Linked DNA regions of Sus scrofa: region 1 is linked to region 2. Evidence: chromatin contacts called from public HiChIP or PLAC-seq data. All regions are on one chromosome and are shown on one strand. The core of a region is the stretch at or near the end of the contact, and the rest is flanking DNA. Distances in the headings are between cores, read along the strand shown. Region 1 holds the start of UTP6 (U3 small nucleolar RNA-associated protein 6 homolog). Region 2 holds the start of RHOT1 (mitochondrial Rho GTPase 1).

Evidence for each region. HiChIP or PLAC-seq counts read pairs in DNA pulled down with a chosen protein or histone mark.
Region 1: an H3K27ac HiChIP or PLAC-seq map of alveolar macrophages shows a contact between it and region 2. The contact joins the promoter of UTP6 here to the promoter of RHOT1 in region 2. A contact is called at or near these places in 1 of 5 promoter capture datasets (liver) and 1 of 2 datasets of contacts at active chromatin or transcription factors (alveolar macrophages).

The regions. Positions count from the first base shown.
Region 1 is chr12:43,060,278-43,062,977 of Sscrofa11.1, reverse strand. It overlaps UTP6 (U3 small nucleolar RNA-associated protein 6 homolog), which reads right to left and starts at 1,399. Exons shown (of 19, transcript XM_003131746.4): 1 at 1,171-1,399. The coding sequence starts at 1,262.
Region 2 is chr12:42,782,151-42,784,850 of Sscrofa11.1, reverse strand. RHOT1 (mitochondrial Rho GTPase 1) reads left to right here and starts at 1,380. Exons shown (of 20, transcript XM_013989961.2): 1 at 1,380-1,689. The coding sequence starts at 1,614.

The DNA.
Region 1 (2,700 bases), core at 150-2,649, 280 kb before region 2:
CCATATGCCACGGGAGCAGCCCCAGAAAAAGCCAAAAAAAGGACAAAAAAAAAAAAATATATATATATATATATAGTTGATTTACAATATTACATTAGTTTCAGGACTTCTGTGTTCTTAAGAGCATCCAGGATGTATTTTAACCTTTCATGAGAATCTCTATTGATTGCCAGGACCACTGACATGCCCACCAGCAAAGTAAATGATATTAGTGGTACTTTATGTGGTATTAGTGAAGATTTCTTTTCCTCCAAATTCAGGCCACTTGAATTTCAATAACAATCAAATTTCTTTCCTAAACTCTGCTGACTTCTGAATTTTCAACATTTAAGGAAAAAAAAAACAAAACCTAGGTTGTCTCTACCTATATCATTACAGCAAAGGGCTACTGAGAGGAGATTCACTGTATCTAATTAAGGAATGAACAATATGTGTATATCAGGAGGATTTAATGCAAGATTTGCATGACCAATAATCATCTCAAATTAATGGTAACAATATTTACTGAGCAATTAATGAAGAGTCCACAATATGTTGTGTTTCTTTAACAAATGTTTAAGGTTCCCATAGTCACAGTACTACATTCGCAGTCATTGTAAAACAAAGAAATAGTCGCAGGAAACCATTAAAAACTATTAATTTTAACAAATTAATGAATGACAACTATATACCACTTTGTTGGCTAAGCCCCAGGGTAGAAAACGAAGCTGAATTACATGGACCCCATCTTCAAGTCTTTAGATTTATCTACTCCTCCCGGGTTCCCTCGGCACTGTTCGCATCTCTTGGGCAGGACACTGTACTACAACCAGCACCTACACTTACAATACAGCACTATAACCAAAACGTTTCACATATCAGTGTCCCGCACCACACAGAGGGCCGTAAGCTCCTGCCGGGCAGAGATCCTGGTTTTCCACCACCTTCAAAGCTCCAAGACCTGGCTCCAAGAGGAGGTGTCAGTTTGTTGGGGGGAGGGGTGTAAATAGTCCGATCATCACGCAATGAATGAGAAATTAATTCTGGGTATCATCAAATACCGGAAATGTGTTTCTGCCATATTAGGAAAAATAAACACCACCCAAGTGCTCCCGCATCCCTGCCCGCCGCCACACACACGCCCCAGCCTCCCCGCTGCCCGCCCCACTTCTTCTCTTCCTCGGCTCTCACTTAATCTCCGCACGACTGAACAGTCCAATGCGCTCCAGCTGTTCCAATTCGGGGAGTCGATCCTCTATGCGTTCCTGAATTATCTCCGCCATGAAGTCGGAATTCTACAACCCACAGGGGACCCGCTCACAGCCAACACGCTCAGGAAACATCCACCTTCTATTCCGGAGACTCGGTTTTAACGCTCGCACGTGAGGTCGTAACGTGCGCCCTAGGTCCCGCCTTTTCCGCTTCCGCCGCCTCCACCAAAGGACTGGGTCCCTGGGTTCCTGGGGCCGTTCTCTCCTCCTGGTGGCTGACGATGAGGTTGCAGTGAGGCACCCCGCCCCGGCTTGAGGGACTGGGCGAGGATGGGGCTAGATATGCAAGAGGATAGACTTGGGCCGGGATCGCAAACAACACCTCGGGGTCTAGAGGCATGAAATACATTTTTTGCAAGATATTGGTCCTTTTATTCTGCTTTCCAACAAGAACCAAAATACAAACAAACCAGGGGGAAGATAAAGGATATTGTAAAATTCTGGTAAAAATCTCAGAGTCGTAATGAAAATTGTAAGGAGAGCTAAAATGAATCAGGCTATCCCAAACACTATGTCTTTGCTTTCGACTAGATTCAGTAAATCAGTGTGATAATACTGGTTTTTCACGTGCCAATTAAAATCTTTTTTTTTTTTTCTTTTTGTCTTTTTAGGGCCGCACCCAGGGCATGTGGAGGTTCCCAGGCTAGGGGTCCAATCGGAGCTGCAGCCGCCGGCCTATGCCAGAGGCACAACAACGCCAGATCCGTCAGATCCGAGCTGCGTCTGCGACCTACACCACAGCTCACGGCAACACCGGATCCTAAACTGAGCCAGGCCAGGGATCAAACCTGCAGCCTCATGGTTCCTAGTCGGATTCACTTCCGCTGTGCCACGGCGGGAACGCCTCTGATTACTTTTTAATGCGGAAACACTTTTATTATTTAAATAACTATACTGGTTTTGTAGCTGAGATCTTTCAGAACATGGACCTGAGTGGCCAATCAGATATATATATACACACATATGTATATGTACATATATATACCCATGTATGCTTTTTTTAGAAGAGAGATTCTTGGGAGTTCCTGTCATTGCGCAGTGGAAATGAATCCGACTAGGAACTAAGAGGTTGCGGGTTCCATCCCTGGCCTCACTCAGTTGGTCAAGGATCCAGCGTTGTCGTGAGCTGTGGTGTAGGTCGCAGACGTAGCACAGATCCGGCATTGCTGTGGCTCTGGTGTAGGCCAGAGGCAACAGCTCCAATCAGACCCCTAGCCTGGGAACCTCCATATGCTGCGGGTGTGGCCCTAAAAAGACAAAAGACCAAAAAACAAACAAACAAAAAAAAAAGTAGAAGAGAGATTCTTGGTATTGAAAAATTTGGAAGTTACCCAAGTAAAAATCAAATCAATAAGGAGTTCCTGCTGCAGCAGTGGATTAAGAATCCAACTGCAGCTGCTGGGTGCGGATGTATCCCCACCAGGTTAAAGGAGCCTGCATTGCCACAGCT
Region 2 (2,700 bases), core at 131-2,630:
TGTAATATTAACATTCTGAGGAATACTTTCCCTGAAAAGATCAGGCCATCAAGCCCTCAGTGAGCAGAGAAGTACGTCTTTCCTGTCTTCCTCCTTTCACCACAGTGAGAGCGTTTTCTGGAAGGGCTTCCACCCCTGTGCTCCTTTGGGATATCATTATAACAAAGATGGTGAAATACTGTTGTAAACATAACAAGGAATTTGCCTCAAAATTTGTGGTTTTCAGCTTTTCAGTGACCTTTAAGATAGTAAGCACAGCTATCAGTAAACCAAGTACTGAGTCTGGCACTATTCCAAATGCTTGGTGTTTATTTATTATCTTAATTATTTTTCACAACAACTTGAGTAGGTAGGTAATATGATCATTATTGCCCTGTTAGAGAAGAAGGGGCAGGCTTGAGAAGTCAAATAACCTGCTCTGGATCACATAACTATTAGGTGATGGGCTCTGGAGTCAAGCCTAAGCAGTTTATCAGCAGCTCTTAACTGCTGCACCAGACGACTGGGGTTCTCCTAGCAGAAAAGGGGATTGGTACTGTGTGCATTTTATTTCCTTAAAAAAATCATTTTTCAATATTTAAGATAAAAGGCACATTATGCACAGTGAATTTCCTCATTTATTCTATATATTTCCATATGTATCTATCCATCCATCTATCCATCTATCTCCCACTGTATGCCAAGCACTGCTCAAGCATTAGAGATATGGCAACAAATTCCTCCAGACTGAGAGAGTCAGGAGGAAATTAAGGCAACATCAGAAAAATCAGTAAGGGTTTATTATCCTGTGCCACCAATGTGCCCAGTCCTGCGCTGGGCAAACCTATAACGTATGGAGAAGTATCAGAAGACCCTGTGTAAAAGTAGACCACGAAGAGGGAGGAAATCACTTAGTTTGGTTGCAAAGAAATGAATGTTTACGTAGTGCAGAAACTAATCTCATTATTTAGAATCGTATTTTATAAACATCACAGATAAAAGGCTGCTAGAGTGGTGGGCTCTGGGTAGTGGAAAGGACTCTGTCTAGGGATGTAGTCATCTTTTACGCAAACAAGCGCTTTCTGAGGGCTTTGTCCGATAAGGTGGGGAATGCTGCTGAAAACCAGGTAGACAGGTCGCCACCCGCCTGGAGTTTATATAGTTTGGCGAGAATATGCCCGCCGTGAGTCACACTGCCAAGTTCTAGTTGTGTGACCTTAGTTAGACAAGGAAATTCTCCTGCTCATATTTTGTAAAAGAAATAGGGTCAGTGGGTAACACTCTGCTACTCAAACTCCCCGTCCAAAGCCGATGTTCCCGGAGGAGGATGGGCGAGACTCCCTGGCGATGCCCTGCGGAGAGCCTGACCGCGGGGGCGCGGCTCCCGCTCCGAGAGCGTTCGCGTTCCGAAAGCGCTTGTCCCTCGCGGCTCCCCGTCGGCCCCGCCGCCGCCGCCGCCGCCGCCCGCGGAGCCGGAGGAGGCGGAGCTGGCGCTGTCCCGGCTCGCGAGCGGGGAAGCAGCCGAGGAGGCGGCGCGGCAGGCCGGGGCGGTCGAGGCTCGGGCGGGGCGGCGCCGGCAGCGCGGGGAGAGCGGCGCCGCGGGCTGGGCGCTCCCGGCGAGAGCAGTCCGCTCCATGCGTGCGGGCCGAGCTCGGCCCCTGCGAGCCGCCGACATGAAGAAAGACGTGCGGATCCTGCTGGTGGGAGAACGTGAGTCCGCGCGCTGGGGCTGGTCGCGGCCACCGCAGCCCCTGCCCCTGCCGTCCTCCCTCCGCGCCCCCAGGCCTCCCGGGCCTCCCAGCCCCTCCGGTCTTCCCTGTAGGCTGCCCGCCGGAGGCCGCCGACCTCTCACCTCATCTGGGTCCTCCTCACTCCTCCCCCCGCTATGCCCCCGTCGTCCTCCCCAGCCGTGTCTTCCCGAGCCCCTAGCCGCCCGGCCTCATCCTCCCCGAAGGTCCTGTCCTCCTTTTCCACTAGGAATCCTTTTCTCCCGGGCCTCTGCGTTTCCGAGGCCGCCTCCTTTCAGACCCGTTCGTCTTCCGTGGAGATTCCCATGTCCCTGCCAGGCAGGTGCTGGGAACAGGCAGACTGAGCACTTGGGATGGCGTGAACCGGCTCCCGGGGAAGCTCGGGGGAGGGGTGCCGAACTGTTCGACTTGTGGGCAAGGTCAGGTGTCTCCGCGTGTTTTTGCGCTCGCGGTCTGCCCTCCCTCTAGGCATTGACTGTAAAGTATGGAGCGTTTTTTCTTTAAAAAAAAATTATTTTAGCGATATTTGCCCTTTGCATTGGAATAACTCCTGATACGCTCGGTATTTCCTCAAAAATTTACTCTAAACTTCAAGTTACACAGGTGCCCAATGAATGAATACTTATTTGGAGAGGGTCCTTCACTCGAGAGAATTATTGTTACCCTACAGCCTAATTTTCCCCATCTTTTAAAACATTATTCCATAACTGCTTGGTAATTAATTTAAAAATAATAACAGGCACACTCGTAGACCCAAACTGACGCCCAAACATGTGAGACCCTACCTCCTCCCTTCCACCCAGGCACTTAGATTTCACTTTTTGAAGATAATAAAGGGGACACGTCTTCCGTTCGCTGACTTGGGGACAGAACAGCAGGGACTTCTTGATGTCTTTGTGCGAGTTTCATGACTCAATTGGAAGGACTAAAATAAGAAGAGGTGGGCTGGGGAGGGCTGGATTGTTTAAGTACA